Linked DNA regions of Mus musculus: all the other regions are linked to region 7. Evidence: chromatin contacts called from public ChIA-PET, Hi-C, HiChIP or PLAC-seq and promoter capture Hi-C data. All regions are on one chromosome and are shown on one strand. The core of a region is the stretch at or near the end of the contact, and the rest is flanking DNA. Distances in the headings are between cores, read along the strand shown.

What was found. Promoter capture Hi-C pulls out the DNA fragments that hold promoters and counts their contacts. A called contact is a pair of places that touch in the nucleus more often than the background predicts. ChIA-PET counts read pairs in DNA pulled down with a chosen protein or histone mark. HiChIP or PLAC-seq counts read pairs in DNA pulled down with a chosen protein or histone mark. Capture Hi-C pulls out chosen DNA fragments and counts their contacts.
Region 1: a contact with region 7 is called in an RNA polymerase II ChIA-PET map of memory CD8 T cells, with 13 read pairs. The contact joins the enhancer-like site here to the promoter of Dlst in region 7. A contact is called at or near these places in 6 of 39 promoter capture datasets (the 3T3-L1 cell line, the C10 cell line, hippocampal neurons and 2 more), 1 of 484 Hi-C or Micro-C datasets (embryonic stem cells), 2 of 115 datasets of contacts at active chromatin or transcription factors (large pre-B cells and memory CD8 T cells) and 3 of 9 other capture datasets (embryonic stem cells, liver and macrophages).
Region 2: a promoter capture Hi-C map of neutrophils shows a contact between it and region 7, with 2.5 times the contacts expected there. The contact joins the promoter of Erg28 here to the promoter of Dlst in region 7. A contact is called at or near these places in 1 of 39 promoter capture datasets (neutrophils), 1 of 484 Hi-C or Micro-C datasets (CD4 T cells), 3 of 115 datasets of contacts at active chromatin or transcription factors (bone marrow-derived macrophages, memory CD8 T cells and pancreatic cancer cells) and 2 of 9 other capture datasets (adipose tissue and liver).
Region 3: a contact with region 7 is called in a promoter capture Hi-C map of adipose tissue, with 3 times the contacts expected there. The contact joins the promoter of Flvcr2 here to the promoter of Dlst in region 7. A contact is called at or near these places in 1 of 115 datasets of contacts at active chromatin or transcription factors (large pre-B cells) and 2 of 9 other capture datasets (adipose tissue and liver).
Region 4: a contact with region 7 is called in a Hi-C map of CD8 T cells, with 4 times the contacts expected there. The contact joins the promoter of Entpd5 here to the promoter of Dlst in region 7. A contact is called at or near these places in 2 of 39 promoter capture datasets (both in liver), 1 of 484 Hi-C or Micro-C datasets (CD8 T cells) and 2 of 9 other capture datasets (adipose tissue and pancreatic islet).
Region 5: a contact with region 7 is called in a promoter capture Hi-C map of pancreatic islet. The contact joins the promoter of Pnma1 here to the promoter of Dlst in region 7. A contact is called at or near these places in 2 of 39 promoter capture datasets (neutrophils and pre-B cells) and 1 of 9 other capture datasets (pancreatic islet).
Region 6: an H3K27ac HiChIP or PLAC-seq map of microglia shows a contact between it and region 7, with 8 times the contacts expected there. The contact joins the promoter of Zfp410 here to the promoter of Dlst in region 7. A contact is called at or near these places in 1 of 115 datasets of contacts at active chromatin or transcription factors (microglia) and 1 of 9 other capture datasets (macrophages).

What each region holds. Positions count from the first base shown.
Region 1 is chr12:85,659,206-85,662,581 of GRCm38.p6, forward strand. It overlaps the pseudogene Gm33312. Among named protein-coding and RNA genes, the nearest start is that of Batf, 26 kb to the right of the region's middle. Within about 2 kb of position 1,881, at least 40 of the 459 cell types and tissues checked have an H3K27ac peak or open chromatin away from gene starts, as enhancers often do. A contact at or near this core is called in memory CD8 T cells, where this site is marked.
Region 2 is chr12:85,823,574-85,827,052 of GRCm38.p6, forward strand. Erg28 (ergosterol biosynthesis 28) reads right to left here and starts at 1,320. Exons shown (of 5, transcript NM_021446.3): 1 at 898-1,320. Ttll5 (tubulin tyrosine ligase-like family, member 5) reads left to right here and starts at 1,347. Exons shown (of 34, transcript NM_001081423.3): 1 at 1,347-1,513; 2 at 2,880-3,051. The coding sequence starts at 2,978.
Region 3 is chr12:85,745,259-85,748,514 of GRCm38.p6, forward strand. Flvcr2 (feline leukemia virus subgroup C cellular receptor 2) reads left to right here and starts at 1,281. Exons shown (of 10, transcript NM_145447.2): 1 at 1,281-2,331. The coding sequence starts at 1,594.
Region 4 is chr12:84,407,131-84,410,403 of GRCm38.p6, forward strand. Entpd5 (ectonucleoside triphosphate diphosphohydrolase 5) reads right to left here and starts at 1,899. Exons shown (of 16, transcript NM_001026214.2): 1 at 1,840-1,899. Bbof1 (basal body orientation factor 1) reads left to right here and starts at 1,938. Exons shown (of 12, transcript NM_028377.3): 1 at 1,938-2,125. The coding sequence starts at 2,052.
Region 5 is chr12:84,147,108-84,150,558 of GRCm38.p6, forward strand. Pnma1 (paraneoplastic antigen MA1) reads right to left here and starts at 1,382. Exons shown (of 1, transcript NM_027438.3): 1 at 1-1,382. The coding sequence starts at 820. It overlaps Mideas (mitotic deacetylase associated SANT domain protein), which reads right to left. Exons shown (of 13, transcript NM_001163501.1): 13 at 2,061-3,451.
Region 6 is chr12:84,315,152-84,318,293 of GRCm38.p6, forward strand. Zfp410 (zinc finger protein 410) reads left to right here and starts at 1,708. Exons shown (of 12, transcript NM_144833.4): 1 at 1,708-2,023. It overlaps Ptgr2 (prostaglandin reductase 2), which reads left to right. Exons shown (of 10, transcript NM_029880.3): 10 at 1-681.
Region 7 is chr12:85,108,976-85,112,126 of GRCm38.p6, forward strand. Dlst (dihydrolipoamide S-succinyltransferase (E2 component of 2-oxo-glutarate complex)) reads left to right here and starts at 1,858. Exons shown (of 15, transcript NM_030225.4): 1 at 1,858-1,984; 2 at 2,523-2,556. The coding sequence starts at 1,922. It also overlaps a transcript of Prox2 not described here.

The sequences.
Region 1 (3,376 bases), core at 631-3,130, 550 kb after region 7:
CACCTGGGGGAGCCTGACTTTGAGGATCACTCCTCTGCTGCTGTCTGGGGTCCCTTGGCTGCCTCTTCCCCTCTGCCTTGTCTCCCCCACCTGCACCCCATCACCCTAACTTGGCTAGGTTGTAGGTTGGGGATCTCCATCTTTATGTGATTGCAAGCCATCTAAGAGGGCAGAGATGACAAGCCATGCAGTTATCCTTTGGGCATGGATAGGGTGGAGAGGCAGACCGGGAAGCTTGCCCAGTTGCCATGGAGACAATGATAAGCCCCCAAAGAGAAGATAGTGACATGTGTTCTAGCTTACAAAGCACTTCCTTCAATGTTCTTTGTTCCTTAACTCTTTATTCAAGGCAAAGCTGCTGATGTCATTGCATCACAGACTGGGGCAATAGTTCACGTGGTAGAGGGCATCTTGCATGAAGCTGTGGGTTTGGTTTGCCAGCATTGCATAAATTGGACATGGTGGAGCATGCCTGTGGTTCCAGCACTTTTGTAAAACACAGGGTTGTTTTTTTGTTTTGTTTTGTTTTGTTTTTTCGAGGCAGGGTTTCTCTGTATAGCCCTGGCTGTCCTGGAACTCACTTTGTAGACCAGGCTGGCCTCGAACTCAGAAATCCGCCTGCCTCTGCCTTTTCCTAGCTCTGTTCACTGAAGGAATTTAAGGATATCCTCAGCTACATTGTGAGTTCCAAGACAGCTTGGGTTTCATAGGACCATGCCACAAAACAAAACAATATATTATGTGTCATGGGACTGTGGTAGTTCCTGGTGATCTTCCCATCTGTGGCCCTAAAGGCTATCATCTTTCTTGGCTTCCTTCCTCTTGCTCCCACTGAACTGCATAGTTGATATTTCCTAATTAACTTCTCTGTATCTTTACTTTGACTCCATTTAGACCAGTTCATGTCATTGTCAGGTAGTCACCAGAGAGGACTGCTCCAACACAAATTTAAGTCAATAGAAAGTCTTTATTAGGCTTTTTGGACAGGGATATCGAGAGGCAAGATGTAGCTACTAGTATCCCCCAATTTATATGGTAAATCCACCCGGATTTGCCACCAGAAGATTTAGATTGAATATGGCTTACAAGATTAGGATTCTAGTTGTTGTGCCTAGCGATTAAGTCACCATTGTTTCTGGGGAAAAAAAAAGAAAAAGAAAAAAGAAAGAAAGAAAGTCTTTATTAGCCAGCCAGTGACAACACTGGGTTTTCGGGATCCCAGTGTAGCCCTGAGCCTTTCTTGGGATGGGCTTTTAAAGCACAAACCCCATGTTTTGGGTTGACATACTTCAGCTAACAAGAGCAGTTCGCCAGAAGTGGAACTACAGAAACTAAAAAGTAAGGTTAGTTACATTCTGAGACTTTCCCAGAGCCGTGGACTTTGATGGGTTAGGCCTTTGTTTTAGTTTTGGCAGGTGATGGTGTGTTCACAATGAGTTTTACAGCCTGAATGGCATTTCCATCATGGAGTCAGTCATGCTAAGGTCTGGTGCCCTGCTACCAGAGAACAGAAAGTCAGGATGTAAGGGCCTGAAATCCAGACAGGCCTCCTTCTGAATCATGTGACAATAAATTCTGTTGGGGCCATGGCACACACCCCCCCCCTCTCCGTGTGAATAAGGCAGCCTGGCTCCTGGATGCAGGTGGTGGGGCCTCTTCACCTGGTACCGGCTCGCTTGTCATTCAAGGTTCCCTTCAGGCGTGGCTGAACTTTCAGTGGGTTTTTGGCTTGAAGCTCACCCAACAGCGAGCCGCTGACTAGAGGAACTTAGCCTTTGCTTGGGGGGTTGGGGGGGGAGGTAAGCAAAGAAGTGGTTTGGAGAGCGAAAGGCTCAGTTTGCCTCTGCCTGGTAGCCCATGTGAAAGGCGCTTGCTTCTGTTTGAGGTGCAGGGTGTCTCCGGATGGGACCAGGAAGTGGTAACTCCTTCAACCTGGCCGCCCGTTCACACCTTCAGTGACTCATTTTGATGAAACTCAACGGAACTCCAAACACCTGCACACACCGTGGAGTATTTTCAGATAGAAAGCTTCCCAGCTCCCTTCTGTACAGACCCCAGGAAACAGACCCACCAGAGGCACCAACAGCCCGAGAGAACACTGTTCCTGACTGCGCACACCTCCTTGCTCCCGTTTCTGCGCTCCTGGATACAGTAAGCACTGGCCTTGAGGGGTCCAAGGCGAGCAAGTAAAACACGCTGGGGTGACTGTTTTATGCACACCCATCAGAGGCACAAAACATATACATACATGGGGATGCATGTGTTGTGTTTTTATAAGCAGATCACTAATTTGCATATTGTGACTGATGTCAGTTTTATAAAATAAAAATTCGAGTTATGTGTGTATCTAAATTTATGTCTCCCTAGATGATAGAATTATAATAGTTTAATTGTTTTGTTTTGTTTTGTTTTTCGAGACAGGGTTTCTCTGTGTAGCCCTAGCTGTCCTGGAACTCACTTTGTAGACCAGGCTGGCCTCAAACTCAGAAATCCACCTGCCTCTGCCTCCCTAGTGCTGGGATTAAAGGCATGCGCCACCACACCCGGCTCATTTCTTTCTTTTATTTTGTAAAGAGTACACTGTAGATATACAGATGGTTGTGAACCTTGTTGGGAATTGAATTTTAGGACCTTTGCTCACTCTGGTCAGCCCTGCTCGCTCTGGCCCAAAGATTTATTTAATATTATACATAAGTACACTGTAGCTGTCTTCAGCCATGCCAGAAGAGGGAGTCATATCTCATTACGGGTGGTTGTGAGCTACCATGTGGTTGCTGGGATTTGAACTCAGGGCCTTCAGAAGAGCAGTCTGCTCTTACCCGCTGAACCATCTCACCAGCCCCCTTCCATTCTTCCTTTCTTCCTTCCTTTTTTTTCCACATTGTTTTCAGACTGCACCTTGTTTAGTAGTCTAGGCTGGCTTCCAATTCCCCAATGATTGAGCTATGGGTATACTCTCTTCACCTACTTTGATTTTTTGTTTGTTTATTTGTTTTTTTGTTTTTTTGAGACAGGGTTTCTCTGTATAGCCCTGGCTGTTCTGGAACTCACTTTGTAGACCAGGCTGGCCTTGAACTCAGAAATCTGCCTGCCTCTGCCTTCAAAGTGCTGGGATCAAAGGCGTGCGTCACCAACGCCCAGCTGATTCACTTATTTCTTATTACAAAACTTTCTGTCTCTTTCCGCCATTTTGGCGCCTATGGAGGCCTGCTGGGAACAGGACTTCTAAAAGCAAGTGTGTCTGGAAGGCTGTGGTGCAAGGCCATTTTTGCTGGCTACAAGCCAGGTCTCCGGAACCAAAGAGAGCACACAGCTCTTCTTAAAATTGAAGGTGTTTATGCCCGAGATGAAACGGAGTTCTACTTAGGCAAGAGAT
Region 2 (3,479 bases), core at 70-2,569, 710 kb after region 7:
GTCAGGCTAACTGCTTTGGCCTGAAAGCTGTAAGAAACTATCAGGCTTCCCTTATCACTGTGGTAATGTTTCAGTATGATTCCCTACTACCCAGTGTATATAGACATCAAGTGAAGTGATGACGAAAAACCAACTATAAAGGGCTCCAGGAGAGAAAGGGTGGACCCAGAGGAAAGAGGTCTCAAACGGGGACTGTCCCAGTCTAGAGATGCTGGGGTGTGCTGATCTTCACAGACACTTACAGCATATGCCAATCTACTTCTTTTTACTTTCTCCTCTCAACACCAGCTTGGGTTATTTAAAAATCCCCCCAGCCCGCCCCCGCACACACTCCCTTTCAGTAGAACGTAGAACTTACACCCTCCATTTATTTCACAGATCTTAGAAATCCCAGAGCTGATGAAAACACACCAGAGCATTTCTGTATGACTCTACCAATTCTTTAAACCCATTCCCTTGGAGTTATGAGGTGGAGAGAGAGGTGGGGTACACCCTTGCCCAGGTCAGCATGGATGCGATACTAATTAACAATCAATAGAGGCAGACTCCTATCCTAGCTACACCACTCATATCTGAGGGGTTCAGACAAGCCAGTGAGACTCTAGAGACTCGGTTTTCTCATCCGTAAAATGGGGATATAAGCCTCTATCTCGAGGGTTACCCGATAATACATGAGGAAAAGTGAAAGCTCGTTGCAGAGCTAGGTTCATAACGACTGCCCGTTCACTCACCCATCCCCAGAATTGACCAAATCTCCATTTTCCTAGCACCTCCTCTTGGACATCGTTTCTAGACTCCTCCACCACCACCTCCGGTTGCTTTCCAGGCAACCCCCACTTTCCTAAATTTTGCAGATAGTTTTACTCGGGTGCTACATCCCACTCCAAATTCTCCTACCTGACGATCCAGTACTACTGCAGCAGTATCAGCAGCATCCGCAAACCAGCTCTCCCTAGGCCAGCTCCGGTCCCAAGTCCACCTGGGCCACTTGTTCCCGCCCCCTCCCTCAGCCCAGCTCCAGGATTGGGTTGTTTTTGTCAGTCCTCGTTCTGATTGGCTACGCTGGCTCAGTTCGAGCAGGCGATAGGGAGTGAACTCCTTTGCTGCCAATCAGCAGTTGCCGCCGCCTGAGCCTCTTCCTGCTACGCCGCTCACGCGGTAAACCCTTCTGTCGAGCGTGGCGGAACTCTGAGTTTGGAGTCAGTCTTTTAGGGGTGGGGAAAACGCAGAGAGAAAAAGGAGCCAAGAAACCTTCTGGTGACAGCCTGGGTTGGCTCTGGTGTCTGAGCGCGCCGTGGTGACGCCATCCGTCAGCGCCCGCAGCCGAGCGTTGTTCGCGCCGCTGGCGGGCGCCTGCGCAGTGGCTCTTAGCGGGCGGTTGCTTGTTGGTTGTTGTAGTAACGGGGGAAGCAGCCTTCGGCGGCTGCGTTGATTCGGGCTGGGGAAGGAGGAGGGAGGTGAAGCAGAGCGTGGTCCCCGCCTGCCGGCCCCGAGCCGTGAGAAGATGAGACAGGTAAACGCCTGCGCCGGCGCGCTCCGGGGAGGTGCGCTCCAGGGTTAGGCGGGCGCCGCTGCGCTTCCCTCCGAGCTCCGGAGCAGCTGTTGGCTTCCGGGCGTGCTGGGCAGAAGCGCTGCGGCAGAGTCGCCGCGTCCTTGCCTGCGGAGCTGCCTGGGGTTGGGGTGTGCTGGGCTGGAGCTGGCGGCTGGTCCCTGTAGGGGCAAGGACTTCCTGAGCATTTATCTCGTTCTACTCTTCAGGGAGCCGAGGAAAGGTGGGCATCCCTGAAGGTTTTAACTTAAAAGACTCTCAAGCATTTTTGGGTAAGGTCGAGAAGTTCCTTTAGGAATCACCCGAAAAGAATCATTGAGGTTGTTTGGTATTACTCATTTCTGCTGAAGATGTGTAGGGTCGGGGTTAGTCACTGTTGCTGCTTGCTGCAGTTGCTTTGTTTTTGAGAGTCTTATTGTATAAGTCAATGCACAGACCAGCAAAAGCTTGGAGAATTGCCACGAATTGATTATCTTTGAGTAGTGACATTAAGGTTAAGCGTTTTCCCTAAACGTTTCTATTTTCTCTATAACGAACATGAAACTTTTTCTCTATGGAAAGTGTTTGAAGTTAGAAGCCTGGGAATTGGAGATTTCCTAATTTTATGTGTCTACTTGATATCCGGATTAAAATGTGTGATTAAAAAAAAAAGTACCAATAATTAGAGTATTTGACTTCCCCTTTCCCCGGCCATTTATGTGATCCCTGCTGAGGAGAAATATTTTCACCACCCTTTTATTAATAGTTCGGGTGATTTGGTTTTCCTAGAAACATAACAGCTTATTCTGTTTGCTTGTGGTAGAGTCTGTATAAATATTGGCAAGGGTTTTGAACCTTGGATTTTTATTTTGATCCTGGTCAGATTTGTTTAGCAAAGAATTTTCTAAACATAGGCTTATCAACTGTCCACATCAGTGCCCTAAAGCCTCTCCTTTGGTGCTTGCTCTTTTATTATATAAAACGACTCAAATTCAGTAACAGCTTTTTAGATACAGCAGAGACAGTATCTGTTTGAAAAAAATTTTGTGTCATACCCTTTTAATCCCAGCAGAGGCAGGCAGATCTCTGAGCTCTAGGCCAGCCTGGTCTACAAGTGAGTTCCAGGACAACCAGGGCTACACAAAGAAACCTTGTCTTGAAAAACAAAAACAAACAAACACAGAAAAAAAATTCTTGATTTTTGTGATATGTGAGGTGCACTGTGGCAGAAGGTAAGCTTCTAGAGACTGGAAAATACTCAGGAATATATTTCTTTTCATCTTAAAGATCATGCAAAAAATCCTGAAGTATGCAACTGCATTGTCTTTGAAGTCCTTTGACTTTCTTACAGGAGTCTGTGCCATCCAAATTGTTTGATCCAGTGAGACTGCAAGGAAGAAAGGTCTCTGAGGCCTCTGTGTGCTGACTGTATGACAGACCCCAAAGGAGATGCCAGTTGTGATGGCCCGGGACCTGGAGGAGACAGCATCGTCCTCAGAGGACGAGGACCTGGCCAACCAAGAGTGAGTGACAGTCAGCCCGCCCTTAAGGGGGGGGTTCCTTTATTCACCTCCAGGTTTCCTTCTTTGTGTTGCCTGGCCCTAGCTTCCATCTGTGTTTGGAGTCAAGATCATATTATTCACTTCCCATCCTTTTTCAGAAATTCGAAGGGTGGGCTTATGTTTCTAGGCCTCTAAGTCAATATCACCTTTAGATGTTCTAAAGTTCAGATAGGAACTCAGGTGAACTTGGTTCCCCACCCCCTTCTGCTTTGTTTTTGAGGTGGGGGTCTCTCATTTCTGTTGCCATACCTCCCACCACATCTGGCGCGCTCTCTCTCTCTCTCCCTCCCTCTCTCTCTCTCTCTGTGTGCACATTTTAAAACAGACTCGCCTGCTTGAGTTTATGTGCAGCATGGGCATGCAGGTTCCTGAGGAGGCCAGGGTACATG
Region 3 (3,256 bases), core at 31-2,530, 640 kb after region 7:
TATAGCACGAGGCAAGAAGGCCGAGAGCTTACAGCTCGATGTTTTCAAAGCCTTGAGTGCCTGCACATACACCATACACATGCACACATACAGACACACACACCCAGGGCAAGCAATAGTAACTACATTATAGAATGCCCGGCATGCTCACCCATGAAGCACATTTACCCCGTGGCAACAAATGCTAGCCTTTTGGCAGGATAGGAAACATTTGTTGAACGAATTATCAGCCAGGGATTTTTCTTTTTTTTTTTTTTTTTTTTTTCGAGACAGGGTTTCTCTGTATAGCCCTGGCTGTCCTGGAACTCACTCTGTAGACCAGGCTGGCCTCGAACTCAGAAATCCACCTGCCTCTGCCTCCCGAGTGCTGGGATTAAAGGTGTGTGCCACCACGCCTGGCTGGATTTTTCTAAGGGCCATTATTTCACCATCTACATTTTGCAAAAGAAACGGGAGCTCAGAAGTGGTGTTCAGTGACCTATTGTTACACGCCTAAGTCGCTAAACCGGAATCCAACCTAAATTTTGGGTTCTTTATCACTGTGAACCCATGGAGTTGTAGGGACCAGCGCAAGCCAGCATTCCTTCTCTGAAAGCCTTGCTTCCAGGCTAAGAGGTGACGCTCAGGGGATCGGTAGGTGGCAGCGGAGGGCTACGAGGCTGTATGAGTCACTTCGTTGCCTCACTCCCAGAGCCTGCGCAGAGACTTGGTTCCACAACTTTCCCTCCAGGCTATGCTTGGCTCGCGGGGTTCCCTAGTGGGAGACCTCAGGGACCCGTCAGACACTAAACAAGTTCATATACGAGTTCACCAAAATAAGTCTTTGTCGGCTGGGAGGTCTCTGAGAAAAGCAAGCATTCCTTTCACCAGGCACACTGAACTGTCACCTGGAGAGCCCAGCAAAAGAGAGGAAGGTAGGGATCTCTCTCGGATCCCCCTGAGCAGTTTAGGGACTCCGAGCCTCGGTGCACGCCCGCTGGCCCCGAGAAGACTCTGACCTCGGAAGGGCGTGAGGCGAAGTCCTCATTTACCAACGAAGACCTCTGGGAGTGGGGGGGACAAGTGAATTTAGGGAAAGTGTAGGGGTGGGGGCTAACCGGGCGGTTTCCATGACACCGGGGACGTCGGAGAGGAATGTACACCCCAACCTATGGCGAAACAAGAGCGGCGCCTTGCGAGCCCCGCTCAAGGAGGCAGGGGATCCTGGGTGGGAGGGGTTGAGGGGCGTGGGGAGCCGGGCAGGCCGGGGGGCGGGGCGGTCACGTGCGCCCGAGGGGGCGAGGCCCCAGCCTGCCCGGGAGCAAACCGAGCTCGCCCTGCCACAGTTCGCTGTTCAGGAGTCAAACTTTTTCCAGGACGGTCAACGCTTCATCTGGACAGCCTGGAACGCGTGGCAAGGCGTCTGCGGCCAACTTGGGGGACAACAGTTTGCTAGGGAGTGATCGTAGGAACCTGAGATCTCGATTTCTCCGCTAACAGAGGTGCGCTCCCGGAGAAGTGTTGCCTCAGCTCTAGGGGGACAGGCAAAAGGCTGCTGACCCATAAGACTGTAGGAGTCAGTACGTGCCTGGGATTCAGGAGCTCGTTGTGGTCATGGTGAATGAAAGTCTCAACCAGGAGGAGAGCAATGACAGACCTGCGCCAGAGTCGGAATTCCAGATGGACACCAGCTACTCCACCCAGCCCAGCGGCTCCATCCATCCCAGCGTCTCAGGCCACCCCAGCGTCTCAGGCCACCCCAGCGTCTCAGGCCACCCCAGTGTCTCCATCCATCCTAGTGTCTCCATCGACCCCAGCGTCTCTGTCCGTCCCAGCAGTTCAGCACTCCCCAGTACCTTGGCTCAACCCAGCGGTTTGACCCATCATAGTAGCTTGGTTAGAGAAGACAGCGTGATCAAGGTGAGCAAGCGTCGTTGGGTCGTGGTCCTGGTGTTCAGTTGCTACTCCTTGTGCAATGCCTTCCAGTGGATTCAGTACGGCTCCATCAATAACATCTTCATGAACTTCTACGGTGTCAGTGCCTTTGCCATTGATTGGCTGTCCATGTGCTACATGCTGACCTACATCCCTCTGCTCCTGCCCGTGGCCTGGATGCTGGAGAAATTTGGTCTTCGAACCATCGCTATCACCGGCTCAGCTCTCAATTGCCTGGGAGCCTGGGTAAAGCTGGGCAGCCTAGAGCCTCACCTCTTCCCGGTCACAATGGTGGGTCAGGTCATCTGCTCTGTGGCACAGGTCTTCATTCTGGGCATGCCCTCACGCATTGCTTCGGTCTGGTTTGGAGCTGATGAGGTTTCAACAGCCTGCTCCGTGGCTGTGTTTGGCAATCAGGTGAGTAGAGGGCGGGTGTGTGTGTGGACGGCTGTTCCAAAGAGAGAGAGCATCTCACCATGATGGGGCTGAGTATGTTAGAGGGTACCTGACGATGAGAGAAGCTGTAGTTTTCTGGTTCACAGACTTTATGACTCTTGGGTGGCTTTGTGGTTGGGTGTGGACTGACAGTGTAGTTGGGTGATTGTGACTGTCAGTGACATTGAAGATTAATGGGGCGGGGGTCACAAACAAAGGACTTTTTCTTTCATCCACAGTTTTTCCTAGCCTGTAGGAAGCATACTAATTAAAATATGATCGTTTTTTGATGGTGTTTCTCCCCAGCCTTTATCAGTACACCAGTTCCACCAATTTTAGGAATGCTGGTCTTTTCTCTGGTAGCAATCTTTGACTGCCAGGTGGCTGTTTAGGTGTCCTTGGTGGTTTTAGCTGGACCAGCCAGATTTGCTAGAACTCAAGATCCTCTGTGCACGAAACTGTGGGCTGGGCTGTTCTTACCTTTTACGCAGAGCTGAAACCAGGACACCTGGAACCAGGCTTTGCCCTAAACTCTCTGGGATTTAGAGCCAAGTCGAGTAGGAGAGAGTAGAAATCTCACTGCGAACTTCCAAGAAAGCTTCTGGTCTAAGCATCTTCTGTCTTTCTCCTTTTGCCTTTTCTCTTCCTGGGGCAAGCAATTCCACGTTCTTATGATCTTAGAATGGTTCTCACTTAGAAGCTTGGGTGTGTTATGCATCTGATTGCTTTCTCTGTGTATTTGAGGCAAAGCAAATGTTTATGGGCCCTTCTTTAATTGGAGCCTAGGTCCCCAGATTCATTTCTTCCAAGTTGCATGCTGTCCAAGCTGCTGCTGACAGATCACTGGTCACCCTTAGCTCTGGTGAGCCGATTTTGTCTTACCAGTTCATTTAATTTAGAAAATGTG
Region 4 (3,273 bases), core at 649-3,148, 700 kb before region 7:
AACAGCCTGGTCTACAGAGAGAGCCAAGGCTACATGGAGGAATTCTGTTTTGGGAAAGAAAAATAAAATAAGAAAAGCACTATGCATATGTTAAGAAGCAACGTTCCCAGGCTCCACATCTTTAATTGCAGCACTCGGAGGCAAAGGAAAGCAGATCTTTGAGAGTTCTAGTCCAGGAAAACACACATAGTGAGGCTGGATCTCAAAAGAGGGGGTGATGGTCTGGAGAGATGGCTCTGGGTTAAGATCACTGGATGCTAGTCCAGAGGTCCCAGGTTTGATTCTCAGCATCCACATGTCAGCTCACAACCATCTCTAATTCAAGTTCCAACGACCTCTTCTGGCCTCCAGAGGCACTGCATACACCTAGCACATAGATTTGCAGGCAGAACGTCCATATATATAAAATAAAAATAACGGTGAAAAAAATAAACAAAGACACTTTTATTTTAAGTCAAAATTTTATGTCTGAGATAATCTGTAGAAGTATATTCAAATGGTAAATGTGGGACTGGCTTTTATTTACAACCAATTTTTGTAAAACAAACAAACAAACAAATAAATAAAAAGTCTAAATATACATACCTATGACAGAAAATGCCCCTACTCCCTTTCTGCTAGTTAGCAATAGGTGCTTTATAGATTGCTTCTCAGAGGTAATGTACATTATCTAAGGGAAGGTACATGATGTAGAGGTGATTCTACTCATAAGTTCATGGCATGTCACCAGAAATATAGTCAAAATAGGCCATAGCCGTGCTAGCAGAAGGTTCAAACGGTTTCCAAGGTCTCTCATCAAATCTACTTGCTTACTCTAACCGCAAAATTTACAAACCACACAAACCACGCCCTCTGGGGGGGGGATGAGGTGGGAAAAGAGAGATTTAGAGGTCAAAGATGTCACCTTACAGTTAGGGGCTTAGTAACTAAGGTCTCCCTAGAGAGAGGGGAGGAGGAGTTCTAACAATGATGTTTCAAAATAAATGTTAAATGAAATTTGAAGCGGAGTGATAAAGCAGAACCGCGCTTCACTCCCAAGCCTATTGACAAGGCAGCCACAATACCTGTCTTCCGTAATGACTCACTCACGCTCAGTGAATGAAGACATAATCACAGGGTTCCTCTTCTGAACCAACTAGAATACTGGATGGAGTACTACTCCTCGGGAACCCGGGTGCGAGGCAAGTGCTTGCAACTTTATGCAACTTGCAGCAATGGGACTTCAGGCACTAGAGGATGTGGGCGATGTTAACTAACAGGAACCTGGCGGTCGGCTGGAGCCAAGCACCTGCCACCTAGATCCGGGGACCAACGATCCCCCCCCCCCCCCCCCGCCACACCGCTCCAGGCAGGGGAGCCAGAGTCTGAGCACCGGAGCCCGCGGACCCTCGGAGGCTGACAGCCTCACTCAAGCCACCGCCCTCGGAAAAGTCAACTGCCTCCCTGAAAGCGTTTGGCCTGGGATGTCCCCGGGTGCACTGTCCTCCAGGGAGCCCGCGAGACAGAAGCGAGGATGGAGGGGAGGTAAGCATGAGGCGGGCAGCGAGGGCGCCGCCACCGAGACAGAAGCAGGGATGCGGGCAGGACCGCCACGGTGGCCGCGCCAGAGGCTTGGAAGATCCGCCCGCCCGACTGGAAGCGCTTCAAGCCTCACTGGCGCCGCTCCGATGCGCGCGGGGCGGTCGGAGAGCCGCCGGCCATGGAGCCTCAGGGGGCGCGAGACAAGTCGTGGGAGGCTAAGACGCCGCAGCCCCGCGCCCGACACCCGCCCCTGCCGAGCTCCCGGCCTCCCGCCCGGCTCCAACCCCGGGAGCGCCGCCGAGGCTCGTGCACACTCACCGCGCGCGCCGCCCTGGCGCGGACGCCCGCCGCCTCGGAGCGATCTCCGCCCCGCCCCTCGCCGCGGTCACGTCACGCGCGTGCGCCCTCCGCGTGCCCTCAACGGCGCGGAGGACGTTAGCCCTTCGGCGTGGTGGTTTCCTTAGAGACGGAGTCGGCCCAGGTGGCGGCCACCAGGACACCAGCACGGTGAGACTCCCGCAGAAGTCAAGATGCCGGCGAAGGACAAGAGGAAAGACAAGAGGAAAGACAAGAGGAAAGGCAAAAACAAAGGCAAAGAACCAAAGTAAGAGCAGCGCAGAGGCTCCCCGTTCCCCCTGCCTACCCTTGTCATTTTGCGGCGCTAACTGGATGCCTCTGTCAGGCTTTTGTGGACAGCTCCTGTTCATTCTTGATTGGCCCTAAGATCTGAGAGCTCTCCATTGTGAGACTGATATAAACACATTCTTTTCTATTCTAGCTCTTGTCTGAGTGGTTAAAGTTGTTCCTTGGGTCATTCAGGAATCCTCTTGGGATCAAAGGGAGCACGCGAAATGATTTAACTGGACGGATCAGTACACACACAAACACCACACACAGAGACACAGAGTGAACAGCTATAGCGCTAACCCCATGGATGGTCCCTAGGAATTGTTGCTAGAATGTCAATAGAATGACTGGGCTACAGGATGGTTCCTCAGGACTTTGGAGTCACACAAGGAGTTCAACGCCGTAGATGAGAAATGCAAAGGGATCGCTTAAGCTTGTGACTGTAATGTGAATTCTCTGGAGACAAGTTAAGTAACACACACCTCTGGTCGCATTGCTCTGGAGGCTGAGGCAGGGAGATCACAGCCACTGCTACATATGGAGACCTCGTCTTTAAAAACAAGTCTGAGTGTAGTTCAGTGATAGAGTGCTTCTTGTGCAGGGTCCTAGGTACCATCTCCAGCAAAGTAACTTAAGAGAGTAACTTTCTTTTTAAAAAAGATTTGTTTATTTTTATTTATATGCATACACTGTATGCTGTCTTTAGGCACACTCCAGAAGATCCCATTACAGATGGTTGTGAGCCACCATGTGGTTGCTGGGAGTTGAACTCAGAACCTCTGGAAGAACAGTCAGTGCTCTTAATCTCTGAGCTATCTCTCCAGCTCTGTACCACAGTGTTTTGTTAATGCTGGTGCAATCTTTATTTCAAAGGACTTTACCTTTTGAATCCATCCTAGGGCCTTGATGTATACTTACCATGCATTCTACTTCTACTTCTACCTGATACATGCATACCATGCACTCTAACTTTACCTGATGTATGCATACCATTCAGTCTTCTTCTTCCTAATGTATGCTTATTATACATTCTACTTCTACCTGATGTATGCTTACTGTACATTCTGCTTCTACATGTCTACATTCCCAAGGTCTTACTTTTTTTTTCCCCCATCTCTGCATCAA
Region 5 (3,451 bases), core at 132-2,631, 960 kb before region 7:
TTTGCAGCAGAGGCTCCAGACGGATAACATACGAAGATAACTTTTCTCCTGGGTTCTGGTAAGTGTTCAGAAATCTGACCTGTGCATCTCTAGAGCTCTCCACACTCCCAAAGACCTGCTCAAGAGCCTTCAGGCATTCTGCGGTCGTTATGGCGGCGTTGTTGGTCTTGAGGATGCGGATGACGTCAGCAGCGGGGCCTCTCAAACTCTCCATCAACCGCCGTCTCTTTTCTATATCCGACACCTGCCATTCCTCTATGATTTCATTTGAGTGCTCCAGCCAGGAATCAAAGGTTTCCTCGCCAGGCCCGGGAATGTCCTTCCCGGAGAATAACGTCAGCTTCTTATACCATATGGACTCAACAAGAGGTTGAATAACATTATCCAAAATATAGTTGAGCATCTCTGCTGGCATTTCCGGGCCTGGAGCTGGAGCAGGGTTCTGAAACCCAAGCACACGAGCAACATCTTGCACGGTCCACCCTTCCCTAGCTAGAAAGAGGTGCAGCCTTTCCAAAAAAACTGCGTCGGAAGTGGGGGGTTTAAACACCACTTTCCAGAGCCCTCCTTTGCCTGGCATCTCCCTGGGTATCAGGGAGTAATCCACTGCCCCAGTGAGCTCTAACAAGGCTGCTTTAGCATTTTCTTCCCTCCAGAACATTCTCCCCAGCACTCGATAGGATACCTGGGGCATCGCAGCTTGGAGGGTCTCTTCAATTTCGGTCTCATCACAGTTCACAGGGATCCCCCAGACCAACAGAGCTCTCTGAGAGTTCACATCCATTCCCCTGCACCAGTCTTCCAATAGTGTCATAGCCATTTCACCCAACTATTAAAAGTGCCAGTTCTACAGACACTGCTTGGACTGGCTCACGAGGCTATAGGGCCTAGGACAATACAACATGCTCTCCTCCCCCGGTAGGCCAGGGGGCGACAAGCTTCAGGCAACCACAATTACCAAAAGACACCAGAGTTCCTTCTTGTCCCTTCCGGGTCCCAAGTCAGGGTCGGGAGCCACGGGACACTCCGCCTATCACTCGAATGTCGCCCCCTTTGGTCCGGGCAGGGAGGGCTGAACTGGCTGCAGCTGTGTCTGGCGTCACCGCTTAAAGAGAGGGAGCAAGGTGGGCTCAAGACTGATGACTCCGGGCGGGAGATGGCTGGGTGCGGTCGCGGGGCGTGGCAGCTCCTCCCACCTCTCCCCGGCACGCCGGCGGGCTGAGGGTCACGCGAGGCCGTGGCTTGGCTACGTGGGGAGAGGCGGCACTCCGAGCACCGGGAACCCAAGCGGCAGGAAGCACGGGATGGGGGAGAAACTCGGCTGGAGGCAGCTCTGCCTAGCGCTTATGTCCGCGCGCTCCCGCAACGGCCGGCGTGCAGCTGCAGTGGAGGGCGGAACCGGTCCGCTTGTCTCCCCCAGTGTCACCGTGACAACTGTGTCCATGACGACGCGAGATACGCGGGCTCCAGAGGATCTGGCGGTTGCTATGGTGCCAAGAAGGGGTTTGAGGAGTCTATTCTATGACGGCGCATTTCTTTTTACACCCCCCCCCCCGCCTTCCCTGATTCTTTCTTAGCTATTGCTACGCATGCTTTATTTAATTTTGCCGTGGATTTAAGCTGGCTTTATTGATACGCATCTACCACGACGGACTTATCTCATATTGCTCATCCATTCTATGAATTCAGTCTTTAACTCTGACTTCCGGGAACCACCTGATCCCACTCTGCAACTACTTGGTTCCTCCCCACAAAACTAGGAAAGAGAATTCCATCTACTGGTTCCTGTGAGTGTCTGACTTGGCTTTCTTGTTTAAAGTGTGTGTGTGTGTGTGTGTGTGTGTGTGTGTGTGTGTGTACACAAAACCCCGTGACTACTTACCTTTGTAGCCAGGCAAACTGCAAACATATTGCCTTCTTATCCTTACTGAGTATACAAGATAGCAAAACAGAATGTTTATGGCCCCGAAAAGGCGGGTAAGTTCTCTTCAAGCAAAACAAGGCCTATCAGTCCCAGACGGCAAAAACACCCCTATAAGAATGTGGTATTCAACAATGAATTTTTTTTAAAACCTTATTTAATAAAAGGTCTTAAGATACAGAACATTCAAAAGTAAATAAGTTACATAGGTACATTACAATCACAGCAAGATTCTCTTTAGTGTATTAATTTTTTTTTTATAAAAAGCACACAAAAAATAAAATTTTCAGTCTGGTCTATCACAACTGTACACAAAGAGGTAATATTTATATTTATATATATATATATATGTACACTATTTTAATATGTAACAGTCTTTTTTAAAAAGAGTGCCACAGGCAACAAACACATGAAAGGCAGTGTCTGACCATTTTGTTTCAAAATAAAAGGAATATACTTACTTTATGCTATTAAAATATTTGTACACTAATTACAGACTGTCAAGGCTGTTCTGTGCTCCATCCTCTCCAGCAAGGCCTTTAACGTAAGAGACAAATGAGGAAAAGTTCTAACAGCTGCAATTTTTTTTTTTTTGAGGCAACAAACACAGCCAAATGTGGGTTAGACACAACTGTTTTTATATAAAAATATGCATACTTCCTGTAAAAACCTAAGGGGTTAGGCTTTGCCAGTCTAGTAATAAATAATAACCCAGAACAGTGAGCCCCAATAAAAACATTTCAACAGCTGAGGCTTGAGTACTATTGCACTCTTCCTCCTCTGTCTTTAACATCTGGCACATGAGAAGAAAGAGGTTGGGTGACTGAGGCAGTTAAATATAGGCAATCCCTTTAGACATCATGAGCACAGGGCCTCTGTGCCGGGGTGGGAGGTGGGGCGGCAAGGACGGTGGGTGGGTGGGTACTTTAGCTCTAAGGGGGCTGCTGAAGGCTTGGAGGACAGCAGTGAGGGCAAGAGACCTCAGAGATGGCCCAGAACACAGGCACGGTCAGTGTCATGGCCTTCTCTGAATGCAGGTGGAAGCTGGGGGACAGGCAGGGTGACACTGTATAGGGACGTTATTGTCAAACAGGGAGCTCTGAATAGAAAGAACAACAAAAGCCAAGCCCAGTGTGTTCGTACGAGAAAGCACCAGTAAGGACGCGCCTGCGCCAGCCTCCGGCCGCACGTGCATCTCCGCTTTGAACTAGTTCAGTTTCCACACGGGCGCGCTGGAGCATGGGCCCCTCTAAAACAGTGTCTGGTGGGATCACTACCTAAAGGTACCATCTTTATCCCCCCACCCCCACCCCGGCTATAGTCATCTGGTCTCTGTGAACTTAGAAAAGTTCTTGCTTTTTTGCTGTTTTTAATTAAGATTTCTAAGGATTAGTTGGTACCACTGAGCAGAGGAGTCTCATGTGGCTGAAGGATCTCATGTGGCTGCTATCACCTGTCCACCAAGGGGCCTGAGCCAGATATGGTTTAAATAGAAAAGAACCTTGGGAAACCTAAGTGGCACTTTGGGGC
Region 6 (3,142 bases), core at 458-2,957, 790 kb before region 7:
CTCTCCAGCCTGTCTGTACTTAATGGCATAAGTACATAGGATTTCGGGCAGCATTGGGAGTATTTACAGATTGTGGAACAGTTTGGGGTAGGACGTTTTGGGCTGGGAGTGGTCTGAGAAGATAAATGAGTGGTTGGGAGTCTCCAGAGACAAGGTTTACATCCAGGGATGATGTTTGTGTTCTGCCAAACAACTAATTGAGTAGCAAGCCTAACAACTTACTACGTGCTGATAAAAGCTTGTGTTTATTTTAGGAATTTTTTTTTAAAGACAAGAGTCTGTTAGGTAGCTTGCTATGTAATCCAGGCTGGCCTGGAACTCAAAGATATCCACTTGGCTGTCTGCCTCCGAGTGCCAGTGTTAAAGGCCTGTATCCCCATTCTGGGCTTATACTTTGGAGAACTAATAGATATAAACATCACTAAGAGTTTCACTGATGAAAGTGAGTCGGAGTGGTCAGGGCAGAACACTGATCAGTACTCTAGGGGCTCTGAGGTCAATCCCCAATGGTACCTTCCCACAACAAGCCCCAAGTAATCAAGCTCCAGAAAGCTATAGGATTAAGTAAATTAACCAATGGTTATAGACATGACTATTCCAGATATACTGATGTATCACATTTGTTTTCTTAATTTTCTCAACCTTTAGAAAAATAAAACTGGAGATGTTTTCTGAGTATGACTTATGACCACTTTTTTTTTTTACAGTCAATATATTTTAGAGGCAAAACAAATTAGCAGCCACTAAATCAAATTTTGCAGCGTTCTAACCTTGTTTTACATACTTTCTCTGGACCCCAGTTTTTCTTTCTGAACAGTTCTTCATCTCTTCATATAGTGGTAACTGGTAAATCTTTGTTTTTTAATCCTTTCTTAAATTTTAGGATTTTAGCTCCTAGTAAACATCTCCTTGCCACCCCAAGATTTTTGTCCCAGATACTGTGTAGGCCAGTTGTCCTTGTCATGGCCATCCTCAAATGGGATCACAGTCATGCTTCTCAGTGCGCAGGACAAACTGTATCGAGGAAATGTTTTCTCCCGGAACATTTTGTACCAAAACTATGACTCCCTAGCTCATCCAGACTCCTGGCTTATCTCTAACTTGAAAATGAGCGCCTTCAGAGAACATTATATCTCACAGGCACTATCTTTAGTCCCCTACTCTTCCACACCGCATCATGTTTTGTTGTTGTTGTTGTTTTTTGTTTTTTTGGACAAGGTCTCAACTATGTAGCCCTCGTTCACCGGGAACTCCTGGAGTACTGGGATTGCTGGAGTTACAGGCGTGTGCCACCACTGCAGATCTTAAGTTTCATGCAGTCAAACTCGAAAGTTTCAACAAGAACTATTATCCAGCTTGGAACTTAGTTATCTGAGCCCTCAGTCAGTGCATCCAAGATCTCTGGAGAATTCTTAAATGTTTCTAACGCTGTACGTGTGCCTAAATTCACACCCAGTCCTAGGGGCAATGCAAGGCTTGATTTCCAGGTCCCTCTTTGGGCCATGAACATTTCAGGTGCTCTTCATGGGCTTTTGGTGTTTCGGGAGCTGTCACAGGTCCTCAGCTCCGGAGAAAGCTACCCTCCACCCCGCGCCGTCTCACCCATCCCAGCCGCCGCGGCCCCTGCTGAACAGCTCCGCTCAGCGGGAAGGCAGTGACGTCACGGCTAGACTGCACTGACCTGGTTTCAGATTTCGCGGACCTGAGAACCCTGAAGGGCAGACAGGAGGGGACGGGGCGCTGCGGTTCCTCGGCCGGGAGGGAACCCTGTGTGTGTCTCGGGCTGTGTATGCGTGTGTATGTAGCGGGGAGCGAAGGATCGCTCTCAAGCAGCGGCCCAAGAGTCAGCGCCTCCTCCTGAGAAACACCCGCGGGCGGAGAAGAAAGCGAGTGGGTATGTTGATGGGGGGCGGCCAAACTTCCTGTCCCGCTCTGGAGCTGCTTCCGGCGGGAGCCGGAAGACGCCGTGTGTGGACGGGATTCGGGGCTGACTGACGGACGGACGGCTGCCCGAGACTGGAAGGTGAGCTCCAGGCTAGTGTAGCCACCCCCGCTCGGGTAGGTGGTCCCGCCGAGAAAGGAAGCCACTTATGGGGTCTGGGGATCTAGAGCCGGGTTCGCCCCCGAAGGGCGCAAGGAAGCCGTCCCCCCAGACTCCCCCAGGCGTCTAGCGGGCGGGGAGCGACCGGTCCGAAGCCCGGCGGCTGCGGCCCTAACCCCTTTGGGGATCTGGGGCGCACCGTTTCTCCTCCTTTGCTTGTTCTTGAGGGAGGGAGCTTGGAGACCAGCCTGCCCCCCCAGAACGCGGGAGTCAGCGAGTCCCCCGGGCGGAGGCTCCGGACTGCACCCGCGGCTGGGCCCGCCCGCAGACCTAAGGGCCTTCGGCTGAGGCCTTTGTGCTGGCGGGAAGGGTTGACAGCGGTGCCCTGCCCGCGTTTCACCCAGGGCTGCCGGCACCTTTCCTGGGTCCACTCTCTGCCTTGGGCTGGAATAGGGAAGGGACGTCTGCGGACCAGAGCCGGACCTCTGGGGTCTCCTTTGCCTGTCACCTCAGGCCCGTGTGTGGGCAGCGAGTGTTTGCAGCCAGGATGTGTTTTGCTCGTTCAACTTGTTCTCTGAAGTTTCTCAAAAGAAGACGATCCAATTAGTTTATTAAACTTTATCTCACTTGCTCATGAGGCTCTGAGATGTACTTAGGAACCATTTGGGAGTGAAATATTATTGATTTGGGGTTAAGAGTTCATACATTTACATTACATTAGACACAAAGATCAGTGGAACATATGTAAAGAGAATAAAACATAGTTTGAGGTCAAAACGCGCAATTCTGGGTGTTTGGCGTTGAGAAATTACACTTTGTGGCAGATACAGGGCAGCCAAGCATCAGAAAATGTGGTTCTAATTTGAGCTTTGTATCCCAGTAGGTGTCAAATTTAGGTAAATCCCACAATTTCTAAGGTTTTTTTTGGGGGGGCAGTGGGGGGAGGAGTATGTCAGTGAAGAGGTTTACCGTTAAGGGCTGGCCATTATTCTGAGATACTAAACTGCATATGGAGAGTGACAAGCAGAAAGATACTGAGAAATCTAAACAGCATCACAGGAGTCACTTTGGGGTCTGGTTATTATTAATTGCTGGGATTAT
Region 7 (3,151 bases), core at 608-3,107:
GAAGTGACAGATTTGTTGTTATTCTTTTTAATTTTGTGTGTCTGTTCTGGGAGGGGGGGTGTGCAGGGGCCCATGGAGCCAGAGGAGTTTGATCCCCTGGAATTGGAGATAAAGGTGGTTGTAAGCCACCTCGTGCCAGGTGCCAGGAAGAGAACTCTGGGCCTCTGGACGAGCAATGAATGCTCTTAACCACTGAGCCATCTCTCCAGCTTCAAGACAGTTCTAAGCAAGTCATCACAGTAGTGATGCACTGTAGTGACAGAGACACACTACTTTGGAAGGAAGCATAAAGTACCTGCTCACTTTGCCAGAGGGGAATAGGAAAGGTTTCAGGAAGAGATTTAAAGGGGAATTAAAAAGCCCCTAGATAAATAGGAAGGAACAGCGGACGCAAACATGGGGAATGAAATAGTGCATTGGGTGGGGTCGGGAGTGAGGTGGGGATCGGGGCAGATGGTCAGCAGCGAATTATGGCTCAGTATCTGTGAAAATGAGAGCTCAGAAGCCACGAGCCGGATAATTAGGTGCTTGGGCTAGCTGAGGAGTTTGGGCTGTATAGACAGGCAGGCAGTAGCAACTGGAAGAATTTAAGCAGGGGAGTGGCAGGATTAACTCTACACTAACAAAGGATCTTTGACAGAGGTGTGAAGGCGGAGTGGAGAGAGTGAAAGTGGAGTCTTAGACCTGCTACAAGGAAGCTTTGAAGGAAACAGATGAAGGGCATTACAGGCTCAATAGTGAGGGCAGCTGGGACAGATGATGTCTCTCTTTCTAATCAGGGCTTCTGCCCAAGGCTCAGAGATTCCAATGCCATTGGATCCAGGGTTTGGTGAGCAGAGGCTTTGTGAAGGTTTTGAAAATTAGGCAAAATAACTCAAAAAAAAAAAATCAAAGGCACTACGTGGTTCATTTATTCATTCAGACATTAATTTGATATTTATTCAGCTGAGCTCATGGAATACTATTTCTGTTAGGAAGCCAGGGTTAAAGGCCTAGGGATTTAAGAGCGAGCAAGTAAGCAGGGTAAGGGTGGCAAGCGCTTTCAATGTAAGGCAATGGGCAGAATGGTATACACAAAGCTGCGGGGGGAGGGGGCGCAGGAAGCCTACAAGCGTTTCTACAACCTCTGCCAATGGGGCATGACATTGAACAAAAGTGTAACCCCCATAAGATTAGTATGTCACATTCCCAGAGTTGGGTAGCAAATAACTTCCAGAGTTCACAAGCTGGGTGGAGCACAGTTAGCTTGGCTGGAGAGTTTGCTCAGGGGCGGGAGAAGATCAGGAGCTAAAGCACAGTGGGGCTAGTTGGTGAAGTCTTACAGGTCCTTTAATACAGTTCCTCTTGTAGTGATCCCGGGCCATAAGATTATTTTGTTGCTACTTCATAACTGTAAATTTGCTACTGTTGTGAGTTGTAATGTAATTATCCGGTATGCTAGATATCTGATATGTGATCCCACTGAAAGGGTCGTTGGACCCTCCAAAGGATCGCGACCCACCTGCCCAAGTCCACATAAGCCTAATCACCGGCCTGAGATCTAAGTTCCTAGCCATTTCCCTCTCTTCCTAGAATGCAGAGGCAGAAAGGCTAGGTTTGGGGGCAGCAGAAAACGGCGCCAAACAGAACCAGCTCTGAGGAAAGGCAGGGAAGGCTTGAACCCGGGGGCGCTCCGGTGGCCGGATGGTTGTCCTCGAAGAATACTAACCCAAGTTGGCCTTCTCTTGACAGCGCCACAGATGCCCCGCGCTGGGACCGCTAAGGATGCGAGCCCGGCTCACACCGCCCGGCACCCAGCACGGTTAGTGGTTCGCTCCGAACACCCCTCGCCGCTTGGCTGGTGCCGCGGCCGGTCTCACTTCCGGTTGCTGCCGGGCCCTGTATCCGGTGTCCGCCCGCCCTCCATCCCGCTGCCTCCGCGATGCTGTCCCGGTCACGCTGCGTGTCCCGGGCGTTCAGCCGCTCGCTTTCTGCCTTCCAGAAGGTACTGTCTGGCGGGGCCCGGGCTCCGATGGGTGCCGAACATGGCTGTGGGCGGACGGGCAGGCCGAAGGGCAGGGACGCTGTGTGCTGGCCAGGCCGGCCACCAAGGGCACCGGGACGCGGTGGCTGCCGACGCCCGCGGAGCCGCCCAGCCGCGTGTACGGAGCCCCGGAGCCCCTGTCCTCTCCCAGGCAGCCCGCGCCGGCCGTTTTCCCGCTGTCCCGAACCCTTTGCTCCGGGGCTGGGAGCCGCGCCCGCAGCGACATTGACTTAGAGTTAAGAGAGGAGGCACGGCCCCCAACCGTATTCCGCGGCCTGTCTCTTCGCGGTCTCCAAACTAGCGCCTGGCAGGCTCAGGGGAGGATGACAGAGTTTGGCCGACTCGGTGTTTTGCGTCTACTTTCGGAGTTAAGAGCACGATAAACGTGTCATTACCTGTCAGCAGCACGATAAACGTGCCCTTAAAAAAAATGTTTGTTTGTTTTTTTCCCCCCTCTTTTCATTTTGGGTGACGTCGATAATGTCTTCTTTCTCAACAGGGGAACTGCCCTCTAGGGAGACGTTCCCTGCCTGGTAAGTTCTGCCCTTGCGGTCACCTAAAATGCACTTCTCGTGGGCAGAGCAGCATGGGAGGAAATCTGATGTTTCTTCTCATGGTATTTAAAGACAATGAATTCAGAGAGATGCGAAGCAAAAGACTCCCTTAAGTATAACTGCTGTCATGTACTCACCCGGCGCATCCTTACTGGGTTTTGTTCAGCTTTTTGTGGTGCTGAGGATAGAAGCTAGGGCATGGGAGGCAAGCACTTAACCACTGAGCAACACCAGCGGCCCACGGTTACTGAATTTACACTGTCAGGGCACTGTGCTAGATGCTCGTTAGAAATACAACAATGCAAAAAGTCTTGTCCTCCAGGAGCCTGAGGCGTAAGGGAAAGGCATGGTGTAAATTGCTGATCATCAATCATCTAAGTGTTTGGAAACATGGACAGAACAGGTTTAAATAGGTGACATTAAAGTTGTGGCTTGCAGGATGTGACAGTCAGTGAAGAGAAGAAGAAGAGAGAGAAAGAAAGGGGTAGAATGCATGAAGTCAGTGAAGAAGGAAACAGGTGTGGCATTCTTTTGGAATTGGAAACAAAGTGACTGGTCAGAAGCCATTAGTTAA